Regions from separate parts of the Sus scrofa genome. Here all the other regions are linked to region 1. A link is a contact called in public Hi-C, HiChIP or PLAC-seq and promoter capture Hi-C data. All regions are on one chromosome and are shown on one strand. Each heading gives the region's core, a stretch centred on a gene start, on an enhancer-like site or on the middle of the called end of the contact. The rest is flanking DNA. Distances are from core to core; before and after follow the strand shown. Region 1 holds the start of NAV1 (neuron navigator 1). Region 2 holds the start of ARL8A (ADP-ribosylation factor-like protein 8A). Region 3 holds the start of RNPEP (aminopeptidase B). Region 4 holds the start of SHISA4 (protein shisa-4).

Region 1 (7,502 bases), core at 3,732-6,231:
ATTGCTGTGAGCTGTGGTATAGGTCGCAGATTCGGCTCAGATCTCACGTTGCTGTGGCTGTGGCTGTGGTGTAGGCTGGCAGCTGCAGCTCCAATTCAACCCCTAGCCTGGGAAATTCCATACACCACGGGTGCGGCCCTAAAAAGAAAAAGCAAAAAAAAAAAAAAAGAAAGAATTTGAAGATGGCAACAGCAAAGCATTAAACCAAGCAGGGGCCATGCCCAGGTCACATGCCGGTGAAGCTGGCCTGCCCGTGGGCTCTGCAGAGACTGGCGGTCCCCTGGCTGCTTTGAGTCAATGCATCCCCTGACTTGACAATAGACATTCCTGCCTCCATGTTGGACCTTGTCCCTTGATTCTGCACCCGGCCTCCAGCTGCATTCTCGTTCCAGCACAAGGAAATTCCATTGTCTCTGCCTGCCAGTCAGCACTGCCCTGAGGGCCTCCCAGAGAGTAGGGGTGCTGCCGACAATGACACCCCTGTGCCTCGGATGCAAGTCTGGTGGGAGACAAGACAGCACTGAACTATCAACCAAGAGGCCTGGGTTCCATTCCAGCCCTGCCGCTGAATTTGCTGTGTGTCCATTTGCTTGACATCTTGGCACCTTAGTTTCCGTACCTGTTGAAAGAGAGGGTGGGACTGGACAGTCTTCCAGACCAGGCCCAGCTCCGAAGGGCCACATTCAAGGGACCCTAAGAGACCTGAATGGTAATAACTCGGATCCTACCATGTGTCACTTCCAGTACATGCTCATTAAATGCTGGGGACAGGCGTACGAGGCAGCCATTGTTGTTCCCATTTTACAGATGATGAGGAGGAGTTCCCGTCGTGGCTCAGTGTTTAATGAATCCGACTAGGAACCACAAGGTTGTGGGTTCGATCCCTGGCCTCGCTCAGTGGGTTAAGGATCCAGCATTGCCATGAGCTGTGATGTAGGTCGCAGTGCGGCTCGGATCTGGTGTTGCTGTGGCTCTGGGGTAGGCCATTGGTGACAGCTCCGATGAGACCCCTAGCCTGGGAACCTCCATGTGCCACAGGAGCAGCCCTGGAAAAGGCAAAAAAAAAAAAAAAAAAAAAAAAAAAAAAGGGAGAGAGAGAGAGAGAGAGACTCTACCAGAAATGTGTGGGGAAATAGACATAGTCCTGAACTTGGTTGTGGTGGCAGCTGCATCACAGTAGCTTTACTACGAAGCATGGAAACGCACACTTAGAATGGGTGACTGTCAGGGTATGTTGATTATACCTCCCAAAAGCTGTTCAGAGGAAAGAAATAAATGTGCTGAAGCTGGTAAATGACAGAGACCCTGGCTGCGGCCCCGCCCCACCACTAAGCCCTGCTTTCCTCTGCGGACCCCCAGCAGCCAGACTCCCTGATGCAGATGCCTGGCTGGAGGGTGCAGGCAAGACCCTGACCTCAACTTCATCACCTATAAAACAGAGACAGGAGCGCCCCAGTGGCTCAGCATGTTAAGGATCTGCCGTGTCACTGCAGCTACTCGGGTAGGTCACTGCTGTCCTGTGGGTTCCATCCCTGTCCCGGGAACTTCTGCATGCAGCAGGTGCAGCCAAAAAATAAATAAAGTAAAATACAACAGATAAACATGAGACGTACGAAATGCTTAGACTACAGCTGGTGTCCAGCGAGTGCTCTGGAGGCTGGACGATGGCTCTTTTCTTGGGATGACTCTCACCAGAGCCTACTGAGAAAGAGGGAGGCTGTCTCCCCAGCAGCCCCATCCCTGCCCTGTTGGCCCCTTAAAGAGGCACCTCTCTGGAAAAGCTGGCTTTGGCCAAACACAGTGACTAGCTGTCAGCACATCTCACTTCCTGCTACCAGAGAGAAAGGGAGAAACAGTGCCTTCCCCACAAGGCCGTGGCTCCCTCACTTCTCTAAAGCACCCTGCACTGCACCAGCCTTCCCCACGGACTGCTTCTCCAGGGGCCTGAGCCAGCGGGTGGGGCCGACTGCCATGCCCATGCCCCACCCAAAGCACTGGCATGAAGGCCCTGCGGGCTAAGGGAGGAAGCTAGAAAGGCCGAGCGTTGTTAGTATTCAGATTTCTATCACTCAGAATGAGTTTTGCACGGAGCACAGAACCAGAGTGCACGTGGTGGGATGGGGTGAGGGGAGGTGTCTTCTATTTCCAGTGGCCTTTCTCTTGATATTTGCTCAGCGCTGTGTCAACCAGCTTCTCTTCTGTTCTCTCATGAGGGCTCTCCCAGGCCTTGGTAGGTGGGGGGGGAGCCCCTGGGTGTCCCCCCGCCCCGCCTTTCGATGAGCACACGGCAAGGGCCGAGCCAAAGTGAGGACTCAGATCCTCTGACACCCAGTGTTTTTCCACTATGCTTCTGTGGATGGAGCCAGAGGCTTCCCAATGCTGTTTATTAAATGCCTGAGAAAATAAAGTCTTGCCCTGTGCTCCCCTCTGGCCAAACGGGCTGCTCTGGCCACCCTGCGGGGGAGCCGGCAGGGGCAGACAGTCCCCGGGCTGCATAGGGTGTGGGAGCTCTGATGTTCAAACCCACCCCGGGCCAAACGTAAAACAAATTAGCTCTGATCCTCAGACCTCAAGCTGGCAGAGCCCCCAAGATCTCAGGCCAGGCCTGGAGATGCCACCTGCTGTGCTTGCTCGGGGCTCCTTAGGGGCTCCCTAGGCGTCTCACCTCAAGCCAGATCTGAGACTTCGTGGTGACATCAGGCTCCTGGGCTGATTTTTTTATAACCCATTTGTCACACTGACATTAATCCTCTTGTTAACAATCTCTTTCCTCAGAGCAGGCCTGGCTTTAAGCTGGGGATCGAGGGGGGCATGGGTTGAAGGGTCTCAGTGAGGTCAGCAGGCCTGGAGGCCACCTTGAGGGGACCTAAGTTGGAGCCAGGGTCCCCCACACGCCTCCTGCATCACCTCCCTGCAGCCAAGCCCTTCTTGACTTTCCTTCTTATTGATTTTCATGTTTAAGGAAAATCCATTTGCTTGATTCAGAGCAACTGAGTCATCACTGTGTTGGGAGGAAAACCACTCACAAGGCAGGCACTTGGCAGCGGCCTTTCTGGGCTGGGCGGGACCCTGCTTTCTGCCCAGACGGCGGCGCTGCGTCTGCGGTCCCGGGGGCCTTGCCCCGCCGCCGCCCCATTTCCACCTTTGCTCTCAGGCACCAGCACAGCCTCAGCCCTTCCCCACGACAAGACCTGGTCTGTTCATCACCCCCCACCCCCGGCCCGTCCACCTGCTGGCGTGTTAATCTGGACACCCGCACTGTTGGAGGGCTGTGACTGGGACATTTGGGGGCAGGGGACAGGGATGAGCAGCCATTCATAAAAGGGGGGGGAATACTGATGGACTAGATTTAACCCTCAGAAAGCCATGGTTTTGGCCTTCTTCCCCATTCAGCACCCAGGCAGCAGCATCTTCCCAACATTATGGGTGCGGGTGGGGCCCTGAGTCCAGCCTCCCCGAGGGTCAGCAGACAGTTCAGGCCCTGATACTGGCTGGCAAGCCTGCTGTGTAATCCTCAGTTCCCTGGCTTAGGAGGGCCAAGGAGCCCAGCCAGCCCACACCCCCATGAGCCTCGAGAAAGGACAGTGCTTCTTCTTAAAGGACCAGGCTCCCCTTTGCTGGCCCAGGAGCCTGTGAAAAGCAGGAGAGGTCCCAGTTAGGGCACCGCTGAACGCCAAACTGGATGCAGGGTGCGGGGCTCAGGGATCAGGATAACAACAAATGGTTACAGAGTAGTTCCAGGCACTGTCCTGAGTGTGTCACCTATACTGTCACACTTAATAATCCTCCTGACAGTCGCGGGAGACAGCAGCTATTATTACTGCATTTCATAGAGGGAGAAACTGAAGCACTCAGAGGTTCAAGAATCCGTTCAAGTTCCCAGGGCTGGTGAAGCGTAGCTCCAGGAACCCAGGCAATCTGCCTTCGAGCCCGCACTTCCAGCTGCTACACACAGGGTGAGGGGCTCATCACATGCACGGGTTCCTCTGAGATGCCCCCACCCCCACTCCGCAGAGACAACTCATTTCTTTCACAGACAAAACCATCTAAAAACCCTTTTCCCTGACAAGGTGGGATTCCTCAGTGTCACTTCTGGCCCAGTATCTGGTGTCCCTTTGTTGTTCCCTTATGGCCACCCACAGCCACTGTGACCTGAGTGACTCGATGGGTGTGGCAGGGCTCTGGACTCTTGAGTGCCGCTGCTGGCCACTGGTTGATGTCCCTGGTGAAGGGTTCTAAGACCCAGGGAGCTGGCTCTTCTGAAACTAATGTTTGAGGGTGGGGGGGAGGCGGCAACATCTCTGATCGCAGACTCCAGGGTCCTTGGTGGCACTATTCCCTGTGTCCCAGAGTCCACCGTCTGACCTCTGATGTGCTCTCTTGGGATGTAGGGCTGGGGGCCTGCACTGCACAGGCAGTGCCCTAGGTTCTGACGGAAGCCCTCCTTCCAGCCATTCTGCAGGTCTGGTCACCTCCTCTCCCCACCCCACCCCTGAGGTCCCAGAAGGAGGAGGGGCAGGAGGTGGAATGGAGTCCCATGCCTTGTATTACTGAGCACCTACTGTTTACCTGGCTCTCCTGGGGTCTCCCCTCTCCCCTGCACCCGTGTCCCAGCTCAGACAGGGGGACAGAGGAAGGAAGGGGGCAGGCAGACGGGGTGTGGGGGGTGGGCTGGCCGACCCATCTGTCCCCTCTCCTAAGAACTGCCCAGCCGGCCGAGGACTTGGGTGGGGGTGGGGGCGGCCGGGCCTGGAAGTGGCGGCGGCGGCCCGGGGCCAAGGAAAGGCTCGATTGTGCGAAGGCTTCCTGCCCGCCACCCAGCTCCTCCTTTCTGAGGCCGCGGAGGCGGGACGGAAGGCGAAGGCAGGAAAGGGTTACGGGAATAGCGTTCCAGCGACAAAGTCTGGAAGGGACCGGCGCCTCCGCCCCTCTGCGGGTTAAACGGGCCCAGCGCGGGGGGTGGGGGAGCGAGGGCGCCGAGCGGCGCAGCCTCCGCCCCCCGGCCCGGGGAGGCGGCCGGCGTGTGCCCGGGGCAGCGGGTCACCAGGCTCCGCCCCGCGCCCGGCCGGGACGCACTTTGTTCGGGATGCCGCCTCCCTCCGCGTCGCGGGGCCGGGGCCGCCGGCGGCCCTAGTGCCAGCCCGCGGCTGGACGCGGACGCGGACGCCGAGACTCCGCGAGGGCCCAGCCGGCGCGGGAGCCCGAGAACTTTCTCCTCGCGCCGAGGGCTCGGCCGCCGCGGTCCGGATGCAAGGAGCCGGGGCCCGGGAGTGCCGGCGTGCCGGTGAGTTGCCTGCGCGGAGACCGGGCGGTCGCGGGGCGGGGCTGGCAGGTCCTGCGGGGCCGGGACCGAGTTCCCGGGGCGCGGGTAGGGGAGGTGAGCTCGCGCCCCCGAGAGGCTGCGCGCTGGGCGCGGAGAGGCGCTGGAGTAACAACCGGGGTGCCAGCGGCTTCTCGGGAAGGTGCGTGTCTTCATGTCCCTGTGGGGCAGCCCAGGAATTGACTCACCAGGGGCCACTCAACTCCAGCCTTTCCGAGCCTCGGTTTCCCTTGCGGTGCAGTTGAAAGTGTGTTGAGACCCCATGATCAGAGACGCCGAGGAGTCCCTGCCCACACCTCCCATCCCAGGAGAGAAGAGCTGGGCAAGTGACCTTGGCTCGCAGGTCTAGAAACCCTCGCTGGCGGGGGTGATGCGCTGAGAATCGCCCTCTTGGAGCAAGCTTCCCGGAGGACAGGGAGAGAGGGGAAGAGAACGGGTGGGCTCGGAGCTCACCTGGGGGTCCCCTTGCTGGGGCCCTCTGGTCCCTTCTATGCTCGGAGCTGATAGAAACTGGTCGGAGGATAAAGAACCGGCCAGGTCTGAAGGGGGCAGAGAGGGTAGGCGGGGTGGGAGAGGCTGACCGGTGGGCGGTGGGGGCCCTGGGCAGAGGTGACGTCCATCCGGCAGCGAGGGTTCCTTGTCCCTGAGCCCAACACAGGAAAATCAGCTGGCGAGTCAATGGGACTTTGTTAGGACAGCCCAGGGCGCAGCTGGCGCCGGCTTCTGGGAAGCGCCGGATCCCCCTGGATAACGTGCTGTTTATCCGGCTTCCTGTTTCAGTGGTTGGGACCCCATTGGCTGGTTCAAATGCAGTGAAGCCTGCGGCCTCTTGGCGCTACAGAAACCTAGGGTTTGCCTGGGTTTGCATCTTGCGTGCGGTCTCGTTCCCCTGCGTGTGTCCCGTGTGTCCCCTGCAGTCACTTGTCCTAGGGGTTGAGGAACTTCGCACAAAGACACCCCCCCACCTCCCGCCACCCACTCCTCTCCACGTGGGCCGAGCTGCCACCCTGTAGATCCCGGCTCCCTTCCAGCCAAAGACACAGATGACTCCAGCCTGCTTATGATTTGTTTTTTAATCCTGCTTTGAATTTTGGTTTGTGTGTCTTTGGGATTAAACTGAGCAATGAGACAGGGAATCGCAGTGGCTGTGGATTTCCTCCCAGGTGAGCGAGATGAGCTTTATGGGGTCCGCACTTTCCCCAGTGGTTCAGGAGGCGAGTTTTTGATCAGCTTGTGGTTCTGTGCCTGCTTGGCTCTCCCCCAGGATGCTCAGGGAGCAGATAGGTTCTCACGTCTGTCCTCCCAGGTCAGGGAAGACTGGGCAAGGCTTTTCTGGTCTGTACTGCAGCCTCGAGGGGCTGCTTCCTGAGTTTCCCAGGTTCAGCAGGAACAGCCCCTACTCTGAACTCAGGAAATGGATCTGAGCTCCCTCGGGGCAGATTTCACCTTCCGCTTTGTGTTTGTGTCTCCGAGTGAGCACCTTCCTGCCAGCTGGCTTGTTTTACCACCTGCAACAGCCAGCGCTTAGCAGGTACATTCTAAATGTTTGTGGAATTAATACAATTGGAAAAAAAAAAAACCTTAGGTACCACCCAGAGGCCTCCCATCCAATCTGGTGCCCCTTTATTCTTGTTTAGGTTTTCTTTGGGTGTTGTTTGATCTGCCCCCCGCCCCTCCCTGCCCCCAACCTTCTGCCCCCCCTCAAAACCTGGTCCCTAATGTGGTTGATTTGGGCAAGCTTTAGGCATGTAGGCTTTTCCCAGATCTCCTTGGGCAGTCCTGGCCTGTGGAAACAGAAAACAGAGAGGCTGTTTTTTCCTTCCCTTCCCAAACCTTATAGCAGCTCAGCTTTGGCCTCGGGTAGCAAAAGCTCTTGTCCGTCTTTTTAAATTGGTCTCTCTTTTCATCTTTTCATTTTCCATCAGTGACCCTTCCCTTTTCTTTTAAGGTTTGGAAATTCTTAAAGGGATTGGCCTTTAGAAAAACTAAAATGTCAAAGTCAGATGGATCGCTTCCCCTCCCAGCCCCTGCCCTGCCCTCCAGGAGGGAGGGACAGGCCTCCTGGAGGGAACAGAAGGGCACAAGGCCACGCGGCTGGGGGCTGCCGAAGCCGACCTGGGACACAGGCTTGGGACTTCCAGTCCTGGGCTCCCTCCTTGTCAAGCAGGTCGCCTCCCCACAT
Region 2 (7,502 bases), core at 2,308-4,807, 440 kb after region 1:
TGGGCCCCCCGCCCCCCGCCACCGAACACCCACAGGCTTCTGTGCCTGTGAAAGGCCCAGCCCAGCAGAGCAGGATCTTGGGCAGAAGGGATGCCAGGGAGACCCTCAGGGAGCCAGGCTCCCGGCACCCCTATTTCCAGTCCAGCGGAGAACCAGAGCTAAGCTGCAAGCATCTCCACATCAATCCCCTGCTAATGCCTGCAGACCTCACCAAGTCCACAGCCAAGGTCAGCAGTAACCCTGAGGTCATCCAAGAACCCCGGCTCGGACTTGAATCTCTTCTGGCTCCTTCCTCCAACTCTTCAAGTTCTAATGAGTCAAACCCCATCTTCCTAAGTCTATTCCTGGGGCACCCCAAGATTAGTTCTTCCGTAGGCCAGCCCTTTACCTAGTTTTTTTCTTGGTCACTTTAGGGCTGCACCCTCAACATATGGAGGTTCCCAGGCTAGGGACTGAATCAGAGCTGTAGCCACCGGCCTACGACACATCCATAGCAATGCCGGATCCAAGCAGCATCTGTGACCTACACAACAACTCACGGCAATGCCGGATCCTTGACCCGCTGAGTGAGGTCAGGGATTGAACCTGCCCCTCGTGTTTACTAGTCAGATTCGTTTCCCCTGAGTCATGATGGGAACTCCTTACACTTTAATTTTTTTTTTTCTTCTGCTTTTTAGGGCCACACTTGTGGCACATGGAGGTTCCCAGGCTAGGGATCTAATCAGAGCTGTAGCCGCCGGCCTACACCAGAGCCACAGCAACGCCAGATCCAAGCCACATCTTCAACCTACACCACAGCTCACGGCAATGCTGGATCCTTAGTCCACTGGGCGAGGCCAGGGATCGAACCCGGAAACCTCATGGTTCCTAGTCAGATTCGTTTCTGCTGCGCCACGACGGGAACTCCTATTTTAAAATATTTGAAAATGGCTCTCTCCTTTCCCTCGGGGCGAGGGGGGGAAGCATCTCCTCCTTTCTGCCGGCACAACTTTTTCAGAATTCAAAGGTGAGTTTCAGGAATTCCCTTCGTGGCTCAGTGGTTAACAAATCTGACTAGCATCTGTGAGGACGCACGTTCGGGTTAAGGATCCGGGTTAAGGATCCGGCGTTGCCGTGAGCTGTGGTGTAGGTCGCAGACACGGCTCGGATCCTGCATTGCTGTGGCTGTGGCGTAGGCCGGCGGCTACAGCTCCGATTCAGTCCCTAGCCTGGGAACCTCCATATGCCATGGGTGCGGCCCTATAAAAAGCAAAAACAAAAGCAAAAAACAAAAACAAAAGTGAGTTTCAGTTCTCAGAAGCACTGGAAGGTCTGTGTGATGTTTCCCAGCTCCCATCAGCGGCTGAGCTGCTCACTTGGGAGCTGGAGCTCCATTTCCATTTAAAGGCAGACCCCATGCAATGGGTAGGAAAAGCCCAAGGAAAAAGTAAAGACAAAGAGAGGCCAGTGGAGACGGGAAGGTGATTCAGAGTTCGCGGGGGGCATGCGGGCAGAGCCCGGGTCCTTTAAGAGCCTTTACTGTGATGAGACCAGGCCGGGAGGAAATGCCGCAGCCAAGGAGCCGCAGCCAGCAGCCAGCAGAGCGCAGCCAGCGGCCAGCAGAGCGGCCGAGGACCCTGGACTCAGGCAGGAACTGCCACGCCGCCCACAGGGGAGGGCTGTTCTTGGGAGCCTCTTTCTAGGGAAACTCCGGCTGCACTTTCAGGATGTGTGAGTGGAGGTGCAAATTTCAGGTCCTAAAGGGGGACCCTCCCCCCACACTTCAGATAATGACTGATCCTGGTGGCGGACTCTGTTTCTGACCTGCCAGAGCACCCCACTCGGGAGATGCTGCTGTTCCAGGGGACACCCTCCTGACCAGGACACAGAACCCGCCTGGATCCCTGTCCAGGAGCACAGCTTCGTAAACACTCCACCAGGAGCTCTTCCCTGGGGACCAGAGGTGCCGCCCAGGCCGAGCCACTGGAGCAGCAACTGGCTCCCCTCTCAGCCTCACCCCAGAGACATCTCCCAGATCCAGAGCCTGGAAGCCAAGCCAGCCAGGCCGGTGGCAGGACATGGGTCCAGGCGTCCTGCTCTTGCTTTTGGAGCCCCAGCACCAAGACAGCGCCAGGTTTAAACAGGCCTCTCCCGAGGAGATCCAGAGCCTGGGCCTCAAGAGCCTGCCCTGCTGTGAGAGGCCAGAAGCCCCTGGCAGAAGCCACAAGCACACAGGTTTGGGAAAGGAAGCCAGGGCCCAAACATGCGATCATGGGGGTACCTGCCCCCAGCCTCCCTCCCTCCCTCCCCTCTGTGGGGTGGGCAGACACAGGGAGGGGAGGTGCCCAGGCTGGCTGGTCCAGCTTCTCCACTGACCTCTCACAGGGGGCGGATCCACAGCTCTCCAAAACCCCAGTCTGGGGCCAAGAGCCGGGTCCCCAGGCCTTTCCTCCTCTGCCCACAGGCCCCACCAGCCAGGCTGGGAGAGGCAGGCCGCAGCCATTACTGCAGCCCAGCCCACAGACCCAGGGCTCATCTTCCCCTTTTTTTGAGCCAGATTTCAACTGGCGGCCAGCCACTCCCCTGGCACCCAAAGGCTTACACTTGCCCACTGAGGTCTTGATGACCCAAAGCCCTCACAGCCACTGTCGCAGGTGTCCCCGGAGTGGCAGTGCCCCTCCAACTCATCCTGCGGGGCCGAAGCACCTCCTTCTGCAACTTCCGAGCGAGGCGGGGACTCCGCAATCCCGTAGATGCTATGCTCCCCAGGCCCCAGCTGGACTCACTAGGCGGCCGGTTCTGGGAGGTCTGGGCTGGGTCGACGGCCTCAGCTGATTCCACTCCCCCCCAGGGGTACCCCACTCCCCTTGTATCGCTGGGGCTTCCTCTTCCGGGCAGGAAAGATGAACCCCCTGGGGTGGGGTTGGGCTGGCCCAGGCCCCCTCCCAGGACGGGCGGCCCCCAGTCCCGAGACCCTCCTTTCGCCGCGCGGGCAGGCCCGGCACTTTCGCCCCGTCATGCGCCCGGGCGCGGGGACCGGAGAGGGCCGTCTCCGCGGACAGCGGCCCCTCTGGCCTCGTGACACCCTGGGCGCCGCAGGTCGCGGTCTCGTCCCCCGCCCCCGCGCCCGCCGTGCCATCTCGGCCCGGGCACGCGCTGTCGGGTTCCCAGGGCCGTGCTAGGCCCCGCGCGCCCCAGCCCGCGCCTCCCCGCCGGCGCCCGCCGTGCCCGCCACGCCAGGCGGCCATCGGTCGACAGGGCGCGGCGGGGCCCGAGGCCCGGCCGGCCCGCGCCCCGTACCGCGATCACGTTGACGAAGGTGGTCTTGCCCGAGTACTGCAGCCCGACCAGCGTGAGCTCCATCTCCTCCTTCCAGAACAGGGCCTTGAACCAGTCCAACAGCTTGTTGAACAAAGCGATCATGGTCGCTGCGCCGGCCGCGCCCGGTGCCGGCTCCCCGCCGCCCCTCTTGCCCTCGCGCTGCGGCCGGAGCGGCCCCTCCCCGGTGCGGCCCGGCTCCGGGCTCGGTGCGGGCGGAGGCTCGGCTGGAGCGCGCGCGGCGGCCGACGACTCGCTGCCGGGCTCGGCTCGGCGCGCCGATGGGTGTGGCCTCGGCGCGTCCTCCTCCCCCTCCTCCTCCTCCTCCTCCTCCTCCCGGTCGCCGTCCTCGTTCACCGCCCGCGCCGCCCGCCCGGCCCTGCTCGCCCCCGACAGCGCTCCTCCGCGCCCGGGGCGGTGGCAGGGCGCTGGGCGGGGCACCCGCGAGCTTGGGGACAGGCCTGGCCGGCCGGGCGGGCCAGGGCCCCTGGGCAAAGAGCGCCCATTGTTTTAACCCTTCTGGCGCCCCCTTCCTTCGTACGCGGTGGTGGGCGCGCCCGAGGTGGGTGCGGGGCCCCGGGGAGCCGGCACATTTCCAGGGTGGAGGTGGGTGGCTTGCGGACGAGGAGGTGGTCTCCGAGATCTTTTGTTCCCCGAGACCTGCCCACTGAGCATCTCTGAGTCCTGGCGGGAGCGTTCGGTGGCCGCAGGGTACCGCGACCACCTGTTTAGGAAGCTTCTGGCCCAAAGTGACTTTGAAGCCTTGGCTCACCAGGAGGCTCAAACAGAAAAAGTCTGCGGGGCGGGAGAGGGAGGGTTCCCGTGAGGAAGTTTTGTGGCAAAGGAGTAACTTGGTAAAAGCCGGGTTTCTTCAGGAGAACTGGTGGTGGGAGGTGTGGGGCCTGCTGTGTTCCCCGCACCCCCCACCTCGCAGCCCCCAGCCCACCTTGGGGTTTCCTTGGTATTCCACTTACATGTGTACTTCCATGTATTTTGTTCTAGACAAAGGTGCATAAATGGTCGGAATGACCTGAGAGATCAGTGGCCAAAGGGAAGGAGTCACAAAGTCCTGGCTGAGTAGAATGTTCTGGACTGTTAAGTGATAGGGTCCTTCTAGTCCCTGCCCTTTGTAAGTCCCTCTCTAGCTCCTCAGGAACACCCCCAATTCCCAAACCCACCCTGGCAGTGTCACTTTGCTTCACTTGTAAGAGCTATAAAGGGCGTGGCCCGGGAGGAAGGCCACAGCCTGATCTGGGGATTTCTACTCTCCATCCCTGGGAAGAGGCTCCAATGGGCCACGAAGAAGATGGAAAGAAGGAATGACTCGGGCATCCGAGAAGTCTTTATTTTCACACCAGGTTACTCACCAGAGCCCGGGGAACAGGGCTGGGGCAGCGGCGCCCAAGGAGGGAAGCCTGCAGGCCTGTGTGGTGGCTTTCCTCCTGCGGGCAGGATTTGGCACCCAGGGGCTCTGAGCCCTGCTCCACAGGTACCCCGAATGCCTCTCGTGGAGAAGGGAAGGCTCAGGAGTGGGCAGTGAGGGAGGAGGCTGAGCAGAAGCATGAAGAAAGCCACCCCAATTCCTACGCTGCACATGCTCCAGAAGTGCCGTCTGAGGGAGAGGCCCAGGTCTTCTCCGGGATCCAGCCCCTTGGGGGTCCATAGAGAACCTGCCTTCCTCCCCACAGGCAGCCCATCTTGGATTCAAGGATGCAGGATCTGGCCACCTCCCTGGGTTGAGCCGGATCTGGGTTTCCTGGACTTAGCTCCCTGGGGTGGGCCCTGGGGGGGGTGCCCTGGTGTAGCCTGAGTCCCTGGTCTGCGTGGGGAGCTTTTACCCAGGTTGTTGCTGGAAAGAGCCACTGCCCAGGTGTGCCCCCTGGGGAGGAGGGCATGCCGGGGATGGTCACTCAACACCAGGTGGCGCTCTCGGCTCTGTTGCTCCGGTCTCCGGTGTTTGCCCCCGGCCCGTTCTGAGGTGCGAAGGCAGGCAGAGCGTGCTGGCCCCCTAGGGAGTAGCTGGGTGGGTGGAGGGAGGCAGGCATCTGGGTCTCACCCTTTCCCTCTTCTGGAGATTTCACCTGTCTGGCCAGGTCACCTCTGAAGCCTGCTCCCCCGACACGTGTGGGCACAGGGTAGTCCGGGTCCTTGCTCCCTTTGGAGTGTAGATGTGTGTTGGGGAAGCAGAGTCACTGTGGGGACCGGGTAGGACCGGGTTTTCCTGGCTGGCCTGGCCTCGGGCCACTCTCGTGCAGGGCCTGGCAGACGATGCCCTTGGCCTCACTCTTTGCTGGCCCCCTGGGGCGGGGGTACAGCTGCAGCAGTTTCTAGGAGCTCCGCTGATTGGTTGCCCCTTGGGGCAGCAAAGTGCCCAATGTCCTTGTCCGAAGAAGAGACCGAGGTGCCCACGGTTTTTCAGAGACCAGGACTCCTGGGCTTCTGTCTCAGCTCTGTTACAAAGGTCAGCCACTAGCTTCAAGTTCTGAGTGATGTGGGGGTCCCCCTGGTGTCCACTTGGGGCCATTGGAGGAAGCAGAGGAGTGGGCAGTGCTGAAGCCCCAGTGTCTGACCTTGTCCTTGCCAGCCAGCTTCCTGTAACCCCGGATACGCACTGAGGGACACCCCATCCCCAAGCCCATTCGGGGCTCCCCAGATCACGAAGCCACCTTCACCAGACCCACCACCCCAGGCCTGGGGGAAACGGCACTGGGGATGTGCCAGGGGTCAGGGGCTGGGCCCCTCCGGCAGCTGGGCAGCGTACAAGGCCAAGGTGTGGTGCAGGAACTGGTACTGCTCCGCCGTCTGGATCATGCCACCCCTGTGGGCAGAGGCACGTAGGCATGAGTCAGGGGTCTGCTTGGGCATCGTTGTCCCATGGAGAGATCCTGACCTTCCCAAAGGCCGGCTGGCTGGCTCCTCCTCGTAGGTTCATCCTCCCTGAGACCAGCTCCTTCCCTCGGTTCCCAGACCCCCTGCTCCTCACCAAGCCCTGGGGCTGGCGGGGCTGGCAGGGCTGTGGAGGGGTCCCACATGCCCAGGGCTTCTCTGACCACCAGCTGCTGGGGCAGAGCCAGCCCCAACTCCTCAAGCCAGGCCAGGAATATGCCCAAGCCCCAGGATTTCCTTCTCTCATTTTTTTTTTTTAAGGGCCGCACCTGCCACATATGGAAGTTCCCATGCTAGGGATCGAATCAGAGCTGTAGCTTCCAGCCTACACCACAGCCACAGCAATGCAGGATCCTTAACCCAATGAGTGAGGCCAGGGATCAAACCTGTATCCTCATGGATGCTATGTCAGGTCCTTAACCCACTGAGCCACAATGGGAACTCCCCAGTAATTTTAAAAGTAGTAATTTCACATATGTATATAGTCGGTTCTCATGTTGCCAAAGACTCGCATCAGTGGCCTCATTCCCTACAGCGGCTCTCTGGGGAAGGGGCCACCATTTCCCTCTAGATAGGGGACCCAGGAAACAGGTGACAGCTCAGTAGAGGCCCTTGGATGCTATCTCCAAATCCAGCGGGCTTCTGTGTTTTGCCTGGGGCTGCCTAGTTTCTGGAACCAACCATACTCTGTTCCCCCACCTGTCCCCTGAGTAGGGAATTTGGAAAAACAAAGACAAAACCAAAAAAGATTGGAAGCTTGGACAAATCCTCAGAGCCTCAAACACCCCAGAGAGCTAAAATTTTGGACAGATTCTTTCCTGGGTGTGAGAGGCAGAAGAAAGAGCACTTTAAGCAAAAGGGGGCCCTTCATTTCCCGCAGGAAGTACCTGTAGCACTGTGTCCCCAGGAGGCATCGGGCCCTCACATACCACCCTCGGTCCCGCTCCTCGGACCCACCTGTCCAGCCGCAGCTGGCACACAATGCGCAGGATGTCCACTTCGCCTCGGGCCTTCAGCTGCTGGCAGCCAATGCGCGTGGCGATGAAGCAGCCTGTCCGGCCGATCCCTGCACTGGGTGGGGTGAGTGGGGAGGGGGTGCTGTCACAGGGGGCCGGGTGGGTGGCACACAAGGGGGCCAGGCCCCAGACTACAGAGAAAGCAGTGGGAACGAAGAGCACTCTATTTGGGGGTTGGGGACACGGGACTGGAGGGAGGTGGTGATGCCTCCACAGATGGGTCTGTTCTAGGTCACCCTGAGGCCCCCTTGGACCTTTGGACGAGCTGCCTCTTGCTTGGCGTGGGTGGCAGCCCCCCCACCA
Region 3 (7,502 bases), core at 2,045-4,544, 330 kb after region 1:
TATTTCAGGCATACACCTGTAATTTTGTTTTTCAAGGAATTTACACATGTACTTTTTACAAATCCTTGTACTGTCCACAATACAAGAAGCAAAAGTTGTCACACCGAATAAGGACTTCCTGGTTTCATCTATAAAACTCCCACAAGAACTGACCGCCATCCTGGAGTTCCCGTCGTGGCGCAGTGGTTAACAAATCTGACTAGGAACCATGAGGTTGCGGGTTCCATCCCTGCCCTTGCTCAGTGGGTTAACGATCCGGCATTGCCGTGAGCTGTGGTGTAGGTCGCAGATGCGGCTCGGATTCCGTGTTGCTGTGGCTCTGGCGTAGGCTGGCAGCTACAGCTCTGATTGGACCCCTAGCCTGGGAACCTCCATATGCTGTAGGAGCGGCCCAAGAAATAGCAAAAAGACAAAAAAAAAAAAAAAAAAAAAAAAAGAATTGACCGCCATCCTGAACGTGGTGCTTGTTGTTTCATGTACTTACTGGTTTCTGCGTGCTTGGGGGATGCAGAAGTTTCCAGGCCAGAGTTTGCACCCACACCATAGCTGAAACCAGAGCCACAGCTGTGACAATGCTGGATCCTCAATGTACTGGGCCACCAGGGAACTCCTTTGTATTTTTAATTCATCGTTTTGAGATAATTGTAGCTTTGTAGAAAAACTGCAAAAATCAAGTTCAGTATACCTTCCACCCGGCTCCCCCTCCTGGGCCAGAGCCACAGCAACTCGGGATCCGAGCCGCGTCTGCGACCTACACCATAGCTCACGGCAACGCCGGATCCTTAACCCACTGAGCAAGGGCAGGGACCGAACCCGCAACCTCATGGTTCCTAGTCGGATTCGTTAACCACTGCACCATGACGGGAACTCCCTGGGAACATCTTAAATAGTGGTTATTTGAATAAAACGTTCGGGTCGGTTCCATCAGCTAAACCACACACCTCATTTGGATGGCGCCAGTTTTCCCTGGGATGTCTTTCCCTGTTGCAGGATCTAATACGAGCTTCTACCTTCCAGAGCTGTACCGTCTTCTCTGACCTGGATGGTTCCTCAGTTTCCCTGTCTGACCTTCATACTCACGCAGAGTAGAGACTTATTTTGAAGAAGCCCTTGGTTTGGGTTTGTCTGCTGTTTTCTCATAAGGTTGTGCCTTCACCCTCCTCTCATCATCAGGTCAAGGGTAGGTGGTGTCTGTGTAGGACTGCTGGTGACAGTGACCTTCTGATCCCTCGATTCTGGTGAGGGCTGCTGGCTTCGTCCGCCGTAAAATGACTGCTTTCCTCCTTGTAGTGAGTAACTATCTGGGGGGAGATACTTTGAAATGAGGCAAATATGTTTTTGCTTACACTTTTGCCTGCTAATTTTGGCACTGGCATTCTAACAGTGACTTCCCGTGTTTCTCATTCCTTCCTCCTGTATTATTCAGAATTCTCTTCTAAAGAAGAGAAGTCTCTTTTCCCTCGTTTATTTATTTGTTTATTCAGTTACTTATTGGCAAGGACTCACTGGTATTCATGTTATTTGGGGGCTGTAATCCAATTCTGTTGTTTATTTACTCACATGGTTCTAACTTTGGCTACCGGGAGCTCTTTTGGTTTAGCTCCTATGCCGTTTCAACATCGCTTTTTGTTATTGTTTGTTTTTTTTTCTTTTAGTACTTTATCACTTCCAAGCATCATAAGATGCTCCAGGCTCATTTTCTTTTTTCTTTTTTTGTCTTTTTAGGGCTGCACCCACAGCACATGGAGGTTCCCAGGCTAGGGGTCAAATTGGATCTGTAGCTGCTGGCCTACACCACAGCTCAAGGCAATGCCGGCTCCTCAACCCACTGAGAGAGGCCAGGGATCAAACCTGCATTCTCATGGATACTGGTCAGATTTCAGTTTCCGCTGAGCCCCAGGCTTGTCTTCTATTTTCTCCAAGGAGCCCTACTTCCTTCTGATGGAGAATAGCATTTGGAATCCAAAATCTGGGTGTTGGGTACACTCATTGCTACTGGGGTGTCAGTGCTGCTCGTTTTTCCAGGGGATCATGCCAAGGAATGTATGTAATATACTAACCCATGCACTACACTTCTGCGTCCATCCATGTGCATATAAAACAGAAACCACCAGGCCCTCTAGCTCTATCTAGTCCAGCAGCACAGGGTTCATTCTATCCCTTTCTTTCCTATTTGTAACTGCAGCTTACAAATAGGAACCCTGGTTCTCTTTATCTACAATAATGTACTTATTTGTTCAATCCTAATTATCTACAGTGCAATTCCAGAATTGTTCAGCCATAGCTCTGTGAAAAGCAAATTTGCTTTTCACAACAGGTTTATTTTATGGCCCAGATTATGGTCTATTTGGTGAATGTTCCTTGTGACCTTGAGAGGAGCATGTATGCTGATATTCTATAAAAGCCAGTAAGGTCTAGGTGATTGATAGTGTTGTTCAGACCTTATATATCCTTATTGATTTTCTGTCTAGTGGTTCAATTAACTGCTGAGAGATGAGTGTTTAATGTCCAGCTGTAGTTGTGGATTTGCCTATTTTTCCTTTCAGTTTTTGCCGCGTGTTTGGAAGCTCTCTTGTGAGTGAAACACACATTTAGTAAAAGGTATGTCAACTCCGTAAAAGTAGGACCCCTGTGCTAGGATACTGTTTCCTTTTATGAGAAACTCCCCACGGTGTCGCTTTTAAAATCTCATTTCCTAGCTGATCGGTAAAAATCTCACCATGGACCGGTTCCGCCTCACAGAAAGGGGACCGCAACCACTGGTACAGAGAAGGGGCACAGCATGAAGTGGGGTATCCTGGCTGACAGAAGGGCACACCGCCCGCCGCACCTTAAGGGTGCTGTGCTTGTCCCCACCCTTGGGGAAGGACAGAAGGAGCCCTGTGCCCAGTGCCAGGAGGACCTCCATAGGCTGTGGCATTCTGTGCTGTTTCCGATTAAGTTCTTCCAGCTCGAGAGACGGGTATAATTCCTCTGTTTTACAGGTGCACAGAGAGATGCGGAAAGAGCCTCCTTTCTTGGAGGCGGTTTGCCCAACACGACCGGGCCCTAACAATTCGAGCGCCAGGAGTGCGATCTCCAACCAAGTCCCCTGCAATCCGGGCTCAGTGCGACCTGCCTGGAGGAGTAGGACACGGGAAACCTCAGTACAGAAGGGACTGGGGAACATCCCGGTGGGGTGGGATGAATTTGGGAGAAGATGGATCAAATTGGCGTCCCAGCTGTGCAGATTGGGGGGGGGAGAAGAGGCCTCAAGAAGGGGGCGTGACCAAGACAGCTTCCGGGGCGTGGTCATAGGGGCGGGGCCTACCCGGGTGAGCGGAGGCCTTGGGGATCCCAACCCACCGGGAGCGTCGGGGCGGGGCCGGGCCGGGCCAGGCCAGCGGCCGGATGGGATGCGGTAGTATCGGGGTACCGGGCGAGAGGCAGGGCGTTTGGGGGCGTGGCCACGCCGGGTTCCGGGTTCTGTGGCGGGCCCGGCAAGGCGGCGGAGAGGCATGGCGGGCAGCGGGCCTGGGGCCGGCAGGCGGGTGCTGCGCTCCGCGCAGGCGGAGGATGTGGCGTCGGCCTCCAACTTCCGCGCCTTCGAGTTGCTGCACTTGCACCTGGACCTGCGGGCCGAGTTCGGGCCACCAGGGCCCGGGCCGGGCAGCCGCGGGCTGAGCGGCTCGGCGGTGCTAGAGCTGCGCTGCCTGGAGCCCGGCGGCGCCGCGGAGCTGCGGCTGGACTCGCACCCGTGCTTGGAGGTGACGGCGGCGGTGCTGCGGCGAGGGCAGCCGGGCCCGGGGCAGCCGGAGCCGGAGCCAGAGCCGGTGCCGGTGTGCACACAGCCCTTCTCGCACTACGGCCAGGCCCTCTGTGTGCGCTTCCCGCAGCCCTGCAGCGCCGGCGAGCACATGCAGGTGCAGCTCACCTACCGCGTGGGTGAAGGACCAGGGGTGAGTGCCCCCGTCCCGCTCCGGCCCCTCCTCCCGGCTCAGACGCCCCATCCCCTTCCACCGCCCCACCACACCTCTGCCCCCTCCTCATCCAGATGAACCCTCCTCCCCCCACCGCTCTTAGGGCACCACTGTCTCTAGTCCAGGGCTTCCCAGGAAGTCACCACATCCTCCCAATCACGAACTGAAGTTAGAACTGTCACTGTCCTGGACGTAGGCTGGGCCCTGGCGGAGAGCCGCTTTGTTCTGCTCTAGGGCGGCCCTGACCCTGCTGGCTCATTACCCGGAGCTGACTCAGGCCTTTTGGCGGCGGGAGTTGGCGGGGGCGGACCTTCCAGTGCCTCAGCTGAAACAGCCCCGGAACTGGGCAGTTTCCTTTTGGGACATCCTGGGTTTGATGAACAAAAGAATTTGAGTAAAAGTGGGTACTGGAATGAGGATGTGCCAGGCTTTGTGATAACTTGGCGTTCTCACTCTTGGTTGACTCCTGAATTTTAACCACGGGTGTGGAGGGTGGCAAATATTGAAATTTTGGAGAGCAGAAGGGGGAGGATCATGGGCCCACATCTGTGAGAGTCCCAAGTCCTTCCGGGAGATTCCAGGCGTGGCTACAAGCCCTGTCTTGGGTAGGGGCGCTTAGGTCCCCCAGATGCCTGCCTGCCACTGAAGTCTGCTTATCTGGTGGCACTAATCCTTTTTGCTCTTGGAGCTGGCTCAAAGGGCAGTTCTCTTTCTCTTTTTCTTTCTACTAAACTTTTTGCTTTTAGAGCTGGCTCAAAGAGCAGTTTTCTTTCTTTATCTTTTTCTTTTTGGCTTTCTAGGGCCACACCTGCGGCATATAGAGGTTCCCAGGCTAGGGGTCCAATCAGAGCTGCAGCAGCCAGCCTACGCCACAGCCATAGCAACACAGGATCCAAACCACATCTGAGACCAGGGATCGAACCCTCATCCTCATGGATCCTAGTCGGATTCGTTTCCTCTGGGCCTCCAGGGCAGTTCTGTTTCCATCTTTTACCATTCAGGAAATAAATGAACCTTATGATAGATCTTGTCCAACAGGTTAAAGTCGAAAGTAATGTAGACTGACCTCTGAGGCAAAGGAGAAGCCCAGGGACCTCTAGAATAACATGACCTCTGGAAATATGTTTGGTTGTTTGCTTATATTCTGGTTCTGGTTGGGGGCAGAAATTCAACAGAATAACTGGAAACATTAGATCCTCCTGGATTTGCCTACTAAAGGTGGCATCCTAAGTGAAATATCAGAGCTAAATAGCTCTCATTTAAGACGTAATAGCCTCCCTTGACACAAAACTGCCCTTTGTGCTGGGAAGGTCTCCGCCGATGGCACTGTGCCTGTTCCTTCGCATTGCCACTGTCATGGTGGATCGTAGCCTCTCCCTGACTGGACTCAATCGTGTATATGTCCTGCCAGCCTCCTTCCTTCTCTTCGCATGATTAAAACAAAAGCAAAACTCCAGCACGGAGGGTGAGTAAGGAATTTCGGTGGAGGGGATGATGGTCAGTATTTATCAGGATGCTCCCGACAGCAGTTCCATGCATGTCATTGCAAAGGTCCTCATATAGGCCTGCCATCTTGTGAGGACTCTGTCAGCTCTTACTGCCAACTCAGGACAGTTTTTTTTCATGGATAGGACATCCTTTTTTTTTTTTTTTTTTTGGTATTTTCTAGGGCTGCTCCTGCAGCATATGGAGGTTCCCAGGCTAGGGGTCCAGTCGGAGCTGTAGCCACCGGCCTACCCAGAGCCACAGCAACGCCAGATCCAAACCGCATCTGCAACCTACACCACAGCTCACGGCAACACCGGATCCTTAACCCACTGAGCGAGGCCAGGGATCGAACCCACAACCTCACGGTTCCTAGTCGGATTCGTTTCCGCTGTGCCACGACAGGAACTCCTAGACTGTATTTTTTTCAGAGCAGACTTGGTTTCCCAGCAAAATTGCGTGGAAGTTCACAGAGTTAAGATGTCATTTTTGTAACGTTGTAATGAGGGCAGTAGTGTCCACGTGGCTTATGGCTGCTGTGCCGACCTGTGGTCACCTGGCTGAGGCTGAACCTGTCAGGTTTCTCCACCAGGACATCACTCTTTTCACCCCCTCACCACACCTCCCCCCCCACATACACACCACGTACACCACACACACACACCCACTCTCAAGTAAAGAAAAACCCAGCCTTCCAGTGCATCTCCTTTATGCCTCTTAAAAGTTGGTCAGATGCCTCTGTGTTCAGTGCCCTCATCTCAGCCACCCAGATGCCCTTCCTGCCTCCGTCTGGGAAGCCAGGGTCCCTCCGGGCCCTGCTCATGCTGCTGCCGCCCCTGGAGAAGGTCCTCTCCCTTCCTTCCCAGCTGCCCCAGTCTGCCCACTTGTGAAGGTCCAGCCTAGGAGTTTTGCCTCCTGCAGAAGCACTCCTGGAACCCCCCGGCCCTCTCCTAAACTCTCTCTGCCGTGTAATGCCGATGCCATCAGCTGTAATAATCATTCAAGTGTGCCCTTGATTAAAGGCTTGGTTAGGAAGGAGTCATAGCCTATAATGTAAAACACATTTACTCTGAAAGGGTGGATTTCAGGGATGGAGAACATGCATTAATCACAGACTCCTTGGGAGTTCCCCTTGTGGCTCGGCAGGTTAAGAACCTGACTTGTATGCATGAGGTTGTGGGTTCGATCCCTGGCCTCGCTCAGTGGGTTAAGGATCCGGCATGGCTGTGAGCTGTGGTGTAGGTCACAGACATGGCTCAGATCCGTGTACGGCTGTGGTGTAGGCCAGTGGCTACAGCTCCCATTAGACCCCTAGCCTGGGAACTTCCATAAGCTGTGGGTGGGGGCCTAAAAACAAACAAACAATCACAGACTCCTTGCTCTTGGCTTCTGCTTTTCTGGGTCTTTTACCACAAGGTCAAGTACAGCTTCTTCAGTATTCATCTTTTGATGAGAAGTTACTACAGCGGGAAGACCCTGGAGGGGACAGGACCAGGGGCTCAGAGGCCAGCTCAGGGATTCTTGAGACGACCCAGGGGACACAGTGAGGAGTGGCCCTGCATGGTGTCTGCCCTGAGAAGTGGATGTCAGATCTTGGCGGGACTCCAGAGGGACTGAATGCACAGGAGGAGCGGGCGTCCCCGTCTGAGCCGACTCGTCCGTGGCTGCTCGGGGCTCACGCAGGATGTCCGTTCTGAAAGGTCCTCGTCTCTGCTTAGGTTTGCTGGTTGACTCCGGAGCAGACGGCAGGAAAGAAGAAGCCCTTCGTCTACACCCAGGGCCAGGCTGTTCTGAATCGGGCCTTCTTCCCTTGCTTCGACACTCCTGCGGTAAAATGCAGATACTCCGCTCTCATTGAGGTGAGGGGGCCTCGGCCAAGTGTATCTGCCCTTGGGGTTGAAGATACAAGTTCAGGTCTATCGGGTCCTGTTTCAGTGGGTAAATTATTACACCCACCCAGGGTTACCTCTGAAAAACTCCGCCCACAGAAAGCTCATTGGTGCTAAATCCCACCAGTTGAGCACTACTTTTGTTTCTTTTTGCTTTTGAGGGCTGTAC
Region 4 (7,502 bases), core at 2,357-4,856, 270 kb after region 1:
CTGGCTGGCATTCAGAGCACAGACTGCATCCTGCACCCGGCTCGGCCGTTCATCTGCTGGGCAACTCTGGGTGCGCTGCTTAAATGACCCAGGAAAGTGAACAGTGGTCGTGTGTTTCCTGAGGTGACTGTGCAGGGCTGCCTCGTGGGAAGGCCAGTGCGATTCTCGCCGCTTGACCTGCCCTCAGGGAGCTGGGCTCAAGGGGAGTGACAGGCGGTTCCCGTCTGTGCAGGTGGCTGGCACAGCACTGGGCTGAAACACACCCCGGGTGCAAAGGGCCAGTGGAAGGCTGAAGCCTGTGTCCCCAAACCCTTCCCAGGAAAGGGAGTGGGGACAGACAGAGGAGGGCTGTAAACAGAGCCTTCTTCCTCTCTTACCCTCCAGATCCCAAAATAACACTCATCTGTCCCCACCCTGCCCAGCGGGCAGAGCTGCAGACTGAGTAAGATGCCATTTAAAGATAACCTGGCTCTTCCCCACCCCCGCCCCTGTCTGCCCCACTGGCTGGGCTGGGCTCCTGGGGCCAGGCCCCAGCTGGACTGAGACACTGCTGCTCCCCCACCAGAGCCAGCTGGCCCCCTGAGGCCCTGGGACTCTGCAAAAAAGCAGAAGCCTGACCTTCTGGGAGAGAAAGCCCTGCAGAGGCATTGATAAGATCCCTCTGGAGAAGGAGGTGGAGCGGCAGGGAGCTGATTCCCCACTGTCCCCTCCCCTAGACCCCGCCCACCAAGAGGACAAACACAGGAGACAGCCTTTTTTTTTGGCTTCTTAGGGCTGTACCCGAGGCATATGGAGGTTCCCAGGCTAGGGGTCCAATCAGAGCTACAGCTGCCCACCTACACCTCAGCCACAGCAACACGGGATCCGAGCCGCATCTGCGACCTACATCACCGCTCATGGCCACACGGGATCCTTAACCCACTGAGCGAGGCCAGGGATCGAACCGGCAACCTCATGGTTCCTAGTCAGATTCATTTCTGCTGCACCACGACAGGAACTCAAAGGAGAAAGCCTTTTGTTTACAGCAAGAGAGATTCAGGCTAGACACCAGGAAAAAGTTCCTGATGAAGGAGAAATGTTTGTTTACTCTGGGGCAGTGGGAGCCAGGAGATCCTGTTGCTTTTTTTTTTTTTTTTTTTTTTTTTTTTTTGGCCATGCCCCTGGCAGGCAAAATTCCTGGGCCAGGGATCGAACCCAGGCCACAGTGGTGACACCACCAGCTCCTTAACCTGTTGAGCCACCAGGGAGCTCTGAGATCCCGGTCCTTCGGTGTGGTGAGATCACATCACACAGAGGACAGGGTGTGGTAACCTATCTGGAGGGGGACGGGGGTCCCCTTGGGGTGCTGCTGAAGGGACGACCAGTGGCCAAGAGGACGAGGGAAGGTGGTTACTCTGATCTCAGAATGGCCTGGCAGCCGGGTGGGCAGACCCTGGGGCATGCGGGGGCCTGGGCAGGCTGCTCTGATTTGAAGAGGAGCATCAAAGAGGCTGGAGGAGGCCTGGGCTGGTCACTGGTCGCAGCAGGAATGACTCAGCAGAGCACTCCCACACCGCCCAGGCCAGGCCCAAACCGGGTCACAGGCACAGCCAGCGCCCCCCCTCCACCTGCTCCCTACCCCCACCCCGGACCTACCTTCCTTCCCACACATCCTGTGGGGCTGAGGGCAGGGCACCAGCGATTCCTGAGGACGCGCTCCATGCCAGGCCCAGCACGGGCACTTCTGACCTGTTTGAGGAGAGGCAGGAGGCGGCTTTGAAGTCACAAAAGTCCCATTCCAAATCCTGGCCCTGGGAGCTGGAATTAACTTCCTCCAACCCAACTCCATCTGCACAGTGGGGCCAACTCACTTGCAGAGTTATAGCTGCTAGTGTTATTGTCATCACAGTCCAGGCCCCCAGGGAGAGTGTGCCAGGTCCGTGTGGCCGTGTTCGGGGCCAGCGCCGGAACTGCTGTCCTCTTTTCGATGATAGCCATTCTGATGGGTGTGAGGCGACATCTCTTTGGGGTTTTGCTGGCATTTCTGGGATGATTAGTGACGCCCAGCATCTTTTCATCTGTCTGTGTGTCTTCTTTGGAAAAATGTCTATTCAGATCCTCTGCCCTTTTCTCTTTTGTCCCCGCCCACAGCATGTGGAAATTCCAGGGCCATAGCAGGGACCTGAGCCACAGCAGTCACAACCCCGGACCCTTAGCCCACTGAGCCACCAGGAAGCTCCCTAGATCCTCTGCCCATCTTTCTTTCTTTCTTTCTTTCTTTCTTTCTTTCTTTCTTTCTTTCTTTCTTTCTTTCTTTCTTTCTTTCTTTCTTTCTTTCCTTTCTTTTTGTCTTTTTAGGGCCACACCCGCAGCAGACGGAGGTTCCCAGGCTAGGGGTTGAATCGGAGCTGTAGTCACTGGTCTCACCACAGCCACAGCAGCCCCAGATCCGAGCTGTATCTGAGACCCACTACAGCTCATGGCAATGCTGGATCCTTAACCCACCGAGTTGAGGCCAGGGATCAAACCCACATCCTCATGGAGACTAGTCAAGTTTGTTACCACTGAGCCACAACGGGAACTCCCCTCTGCCCATTTCTAATCAGATTGTTTGTTTGACGTTGAATCGTATGTGCTCTTTATGTATTTTGGATATTAGCCTCGTATAGCATATATCGTTTGCAGATAGCTTCTCTCATGAGGTGGGGGAAGTCACTTGGATTTAGCATGCCTCCGCCACTCACTGCCTCTGTCACCTGGACACTTTAATAACTTCCTTGAGTCCTAGTTTCTCTGTCTATAAAAGGGACTGGCAACACCAGTGAACCTGGTTTAGCTCATGGGATTGTGGGGAACCGCAAATGAGGGACATGTCCAAGCACCCTGAGGGCTAAGGGAGGCTATGGATTTTCTCCCCAGAAAATTTTGGTCCCCTGCATGTTCCCGGTCCGTGTGGCCCTGCAGTAGGGGCCTGGCCACCAACACACAGTACAAACTTAGCAGGAGACTGAAAGAGGTCTCGCTGTAAGGAACTCTGGCCCTTGCTCTGCCCTGCTTTCCTGCAGCATCTCTGCGGGGCTGCTCTAGAAGAAAGGGGTTTTCACTCTCAAGGCCGTCTGACTGGATGGGTCCCAGGTGGCCCCAGCGGCCAGCCACCCGGAAGCGTGAGGCCATAGGCTGGCGCATGCCAGCGCTGACCACTCGGAGGGGGAAGGGGCCGCTCAGGGAGCCAATGCAGCTGGCAGGGTCCAGGCCTGTGGGCTCGACGGGGACAAAGCTGCTCTGAGCCGCCTCTCAATGGGCGCCTGTGTTCCGCGGTGGGGGCAGGGTGCTCCGGGCCTCCTCCTGCTCCTCCCCGCCGCCGCAGGACGTCTTCGGCTGGACACTGGGGCAGAAGTGGTCCCGCACAGGGAAGGTCCGGGTCGGCCCCTGTGCCTGGGCTTTCGGAGATGGCACCAGGATCAGGGCTTCTGGGGCCCAGAACGCTGATTGGGCCGAGGCAGGGGGCGGGCCCAGGCCCGGCGGGCCCCCACTGTGCCCAGCCGCTTGGTCGCGGGAGCCCGCGCGGGGCGTGGCCAGGGGCGTGGCCGGCGTGGACCCCGGACGGGCGGGGCGCGGGGACAGATCACCGAGGACCAGCCGAGCCCGCCCCGAGGAGGCGGGGAGGAGCCGGGCGGGCGCGCTGGCCCCGCGGAGCTGGGCGGCCGGCGTTGTCCTGCGCGCCCGGCGGCCGCTCCACGCGCCCCGCTATGCCGCCCGCGGGGCTCCGCGGGGCCGCGCCGCTCGCGGTGATCGCGCTCCTGGTGCTGGGGGCGCCCCTGGGTAAGGGCCGGGGGCCGCGGGCGTGGCGCGCGCGGGGGAGGCCCTGGAGGAGGCGGTGCCCGGGCGTGGCGGGGTCCGTGGGAGAGGAGGGCAAGAGTGGGCTGACCCCGGGGGGGCCGCTCCAGGCAGAGGCCTCTGGGCTCAGGGACCAGGGCAGACCTTCGGGTGGTGAGAGTAGGGCGCGCGGGAGGGGGGCAGCCAGAGACCCGGCCCGGTGGCCACTGGGCACCCGCACCCCTGTCTGCAGCGCTAGCCGGCGAGGACTGCCTCTGGTACGTGGATCGGAATGGCTCCTGGCAGCCGGGCTTTAACTGCGAGTTCTCAACCTTCTGCTGCGGGACCTGCTACCAGCGCTACTGCTGCAGAGACCCGACCTTGCTCATCACCGAGAGGCAGCAGAAGCACTGCCTGGCCTTCAGGTGGGCTCCTCCCCTCCTTGTCCACCTCCACATTCTTAGCCCAGACCCAGGCTCCGGCTAGGGGACAAGGCGAATCTTGAGTGTCCAGCTTGGGAATTCCAGGAGGGGCCGTTAGTAAACACGTCAAGTGCTGGTGGGGCTGAGCCCTCCCCTTGGCCCTGCCCTGGCTGCAGAGGGAGGGTGCAGGGTCAGCGCCAGGGCCGGTGTCGTTCTGCCAGGAAGGCAGGAGACCCAGTCTCATGCCTCACTAGCTGCGTGGTCTTGCAGAAGACACGTCCTGGGTGGGTCACTTTCCTCTTCATTGAAACCAGGCCGGGACGGGGGGCGGGGGGTGCCACAGTTAGTGGTTTTCCAGCGTCTTTTTGAAGGGGCCTGCTGACATATAAAACAGGTACAAGAAGACCCATTGCAGTGGGATTTTAAAAAACAGCTCTGGATCATTGCCCAGGGGACTTGCAGGGCTCACGGTCAGAAGTCTAACCGGTTAAGTTGCTGCCGTAGGGCGCCCACTGCAAATCCCCAGAGGCCACTCGCTGGCCAGCAGGCGCCTGGCCTTCCGGGAAGCGTGGTTCCCTAAGATCCCCTGCGGGGTTCCGCAGAGCCCACCAGGAACCCCAAATCTCAGCTCTCTGTGGCCCCCTGCTGGCCAGGAGTCCAAGCACAGCTTTCAGGTCACCCTGTGAGGACTTTCTGCTTGAGGCTTGGAAGGTGAGGCACGCTTCTCTGTCTAAAGCCCCAAGACCATAGCAGGCATCGCTTCTGCCGTGATCCTCTTCGTGGCTGTGGTCGCCACCACCATCTGCTGCTTCCTCTGCTCCTGCTGCTACCTGTACCGCCGGCGCCAGCAGCTGCAGAGCCCTTTTGAAGGTAGGTGCGGGGCTGGGCAGGTGCGCCCCAGACAGGCCTGCTGAGCCCCCGGGTGGACACTGGAGCTCCAGGAGACGTGATTCTGTGTCCTGGACTCACCACCTGCCAGCTTGTCACCCATACACAGGAACGTGCAGGGGCACGTGTGAACACTGTACCCGTGTGTGCCTGTGTTGTCTGGAGGCAGCGAGTGTGTGCACAGGCTTGTGGGACTCTCAGGAAGCGTGTGTGCGGGGGCTGGAGTGTGAGCGCGTGGATGGGCTGGGTGTGCAAAGGGCGTGTGGCTGCGCCTATGCCTAAACCTGCTGGGCAGGGGTCCATGCCAGAGGCCCCCTGGGGGCAGGCTTGCTAAGCTGCAGGATTCCAGCCCCCAGCTGCCGTCTCCTTGCCCAGATAGCACCTTCCCCAGGCTGTGCCCCCAGCCCTCGAGGTCCCCAAAGCCCAGCTGAGGGGAGCAAAGTGCTGACTGCAATTGACCCTCTGGGCTACCTGCAGGCAACCCGCTGGCTCTGCTCAGCAAGGTCTCGGAGCAGAGTTGGCTGGGCCGGCCCTGCTTCCCATGGAGGTGGCATTCTAAGTGCGGCTCCTTGTCCCCCACCCAGGCCAGGAGATTCCAATGACAGGCATCCCAGTGCAACCAGTGTACCCGTACACCCAGGACCCCAAAGCCGGCCCTGTACCCCCCCAGCCTGGCTTCATGTACCCGCCTAGTGCTCCTGCGCCCCAGTATCCGCTCTACCCGGCGGGGCCCCCTGTCTACAACCCTGCAGGTAAGCCAGCCTGAACTCTCGCCCCACGCCCGCACCTCTGTCTCGCGTGCCTGCCCCAGACTTCCAGGCCTGCCCTCCTGTGCACCCTGACCCCCACCCTGTCTCCTTGGCTTGCAGCTCCACCCCCCTACGTGCCCCCCCAGCCCTCCTACCCAGGAGCCTGAAGAGCCGGCCGTGGTGTCTCTGCCATCCCTCAGGGGCGCCTCCCTCTGGACCTCCGTGTGGCCCGGGGGGCGGGCAGGGTCCTCTTCTTGCCGGGCCCCAGACCGAGCCACACCCTGAGACCTTCTGGGAACAGAGCCCCAGGAGGAGGAAAGGAGCTGAGCTGGAACTTGGCCGTGAATAGGGGCGGGTCGGGGGCTTGACGTGCGTTCACCGTTTTAACCGGGGCGATGGAAGGACGGGAAAGCCTGGGTCACAGCCCCTGCTTTCCTCCTCCTACCAGGATGTCGGTGGCCGGCCAGAAGGCGGGGCCCCTCCTGCCTGCCCACATGGCTGGGGTGGGGCTGGGGGGACTCCACCAACGGGGGATGGAAGCCCTCCTCCTGGCCGCCCTTCCCCCCAGGGCTAAGGCCTGCTGGATTAAAGCTGTCAACTTGGGACTCACGCGGTCGCATCATTGGGCTGTCCGCACCTGCCTCAGCATGGCTGGCAGCTCCGTGACCCCAAAGCAGGGGAGGGCTGGTGCCAGGCAGGGCTGGAGCACGGGCAGAACCACCCAGCCTGGGGGCTCCTTGGGCCGCCTCCCAGAGCCAGGGAGGTGGGTCTCGCCACACCTGGAAGAAGGTGCTTGTTTGCCTTGCGGATTCCACTCGAGGGGCCAGGTCTGTGAGGCACTGCCAGCTGCCCAAAGGCACCTTCTCCTGTCCCGTACACTTGGATTCACCCTTGGGCCCCAATATCATCGGACCTTGAGTGTATCTCCCAAGGTCACCAGGTCTCAGCTTCCCCATCTGTTGAATGGGCACACTGCCTCAGAGCAGTCATGCCGGTGAACCATGTACAGGGAACTTGGTCGGCTGAGCCGTAACAGGTCAGGGGTTCCAGGACCCGAAGCTGGACTGGGTAGGTGCTCTGTCAGCCGCCTTGCACTATCAGGAAGCCCAGGACACCAGGCCCCCAGGCCCAGTTCGGTGCCTCCACTGGGCCTGGCAGGTGCCCCCTGCCCCCTTGGCCTCACCCTCTGAGGATGCCAGCCTGGTGACAAATCCAGGAAAGGGAGTTTTATTTATTTCCCTATTTCTTGGCCAAACCATGGCATACGGAAGTTCCCTAGAGAGGGATGGAATCCGAGCTGCAGCTGGGGCCTACGCCACAGCAGCAGCAACACTGGATCCTTAACCTGACGTGCCACAGTGGGAACTCCCATATCGTTTTTAATTCAAGTGGAAAAGTGCCAAGTCAGCTTGGAAAACCACTCGACTGGCCGCCTGCCCCTTTCCAAGCCCCCCTGCTCAGTCCCCTTCCAGCCATCTGCTGGTGCTCCAGCCCCACTGCAGCCTGCCTTGCCCGCTCCGTCTCCTCAGACTTCTGGGCCCCTGCAGCCTTGGCTCTATGGCCATCGTGCCTTCTGGGGCTCTTGTCACACAGCCCAGAGCCAGGAGCTCCTGGGCCAGATGCTTGGGGCCAGTGTTAGACCTCTGCT

Evidence for each region. Promoter capture Hi-C pulls out the DNA fragments that hold promoters and counts their contacts. Hi-C and Micro-C count contacts between places; a contact is called where the count stands out from the background. HiChIP or PLAC-seq counts read pairs in DNA pulled down with a chosen protein or histone mark.
Region 2: a promoter capture Hi-C map of liver shows a contact between it and region 1, with 4 times the contacts expected there. The contact joins the promoter of ARL8A here to the promoter of NAV1 in region 1. A contact is called at or near these places in 1 of 5 promoter capture datasets (liver) and 1 of 2 datasets of contacts at active chromatin or transcription factors (skeletal muscle).
Region 3: a contact with region 1 is called in a Hi-C map of liver, with 4 times the contacts expected there. The contact joins the promoter of RNPEP here to the promoter of NAV1 in region 1. A contact is called at or near these places in 2 of 5 promoter capture datasets (fetal liver and fetal skeletal muscle), 7 of 47 Hi-C or Micro-C datasets (embryonic fibroblasts, heart right ventricle, liver and 4 more) and 2 of 2 datasets of contacts at active chromatin or transcription factors (alveolar macrophages and skeletal muscle).
Region 4: an H3K27ac HiChIP or PLAC-seq map of alveolar macrophages shows a contact between it and region 1. The contact joins the promoter of SHISA4 here to the promoter of NAV1 in region 1. A contact is called at or near these places in 2 of 47 Hi-C or Micro-C datasets (embryonic fibroblasts and heart right ventricle) and 2 of 2 datasets of contacts at active chromatin or transcription factors (alveolar macrophages and skeletal muscle).

Annotation. Positions count from the first base shown.
Region 1 is chr10:23,880,740-23,888,241 of Sscrofa11.1, forward strand. NAV1 (neuron navigator 1) reads left to right here and starts at 4,982. Exons shown (of 31, transcript XM_021064517.1): 1 at 4,982-5,284.
Region 2 is chr10:24,320,668-24,328,169 of Sscrofa11.1, forward strand. It overlaps ARL8A (ADP-ribosylation factor-like protein 8A), which reads right to left and starts at 3,558. Exons shown (of 7, transcript XM_021064533.1): 1 at 3,280-3,558. The coding sequence starts at 3,402. It overlaps PTPN7 (tyrosine-protein phosphatase non-receptor type 7), which reads right to left. Exons shown (of 10, transcript XM_021064534.1): 9 at 7,141-7,254; 10 at 4,622-6,115. The coding sequence ends at 6,022.
Region 3 is chr10:24,214,850-24,222,351 of Sscrofa11.1, forward strand. RNPEP (aminopeptidase B) reads left to right here and starts at 3,295. Exons shown (of 11, transcript XM_021064527.1): 1 at 3,295-3,938; 2 at 7,163-7,303. The coding sequence starts at 3,498.
Region 4 is chr10:24,155,042-24,162,543 of Sscrofa11.1, forward strand. SHISA4 (protein shisa-4) reads left to right here and starts at 3,607. Exons shown (of 5, transcript XM_021064525.1): 1 at 3,607-3,801; 2 at 4,049-4,220; 3 at 4,954-5,087; 4 at 5,690-5,857; 5 at 5,975-6,463. The coding sequence starts at 3,729. The coding sequence ends at 6,021. It overlaps LOC110255659 (a long non-coding RNA gene), which reads right to left and starts at 2,158. Exons shown (of 3, transcript XR_002336278.1): 1 at 1,851-2,158; 2 at 1,636-1,728.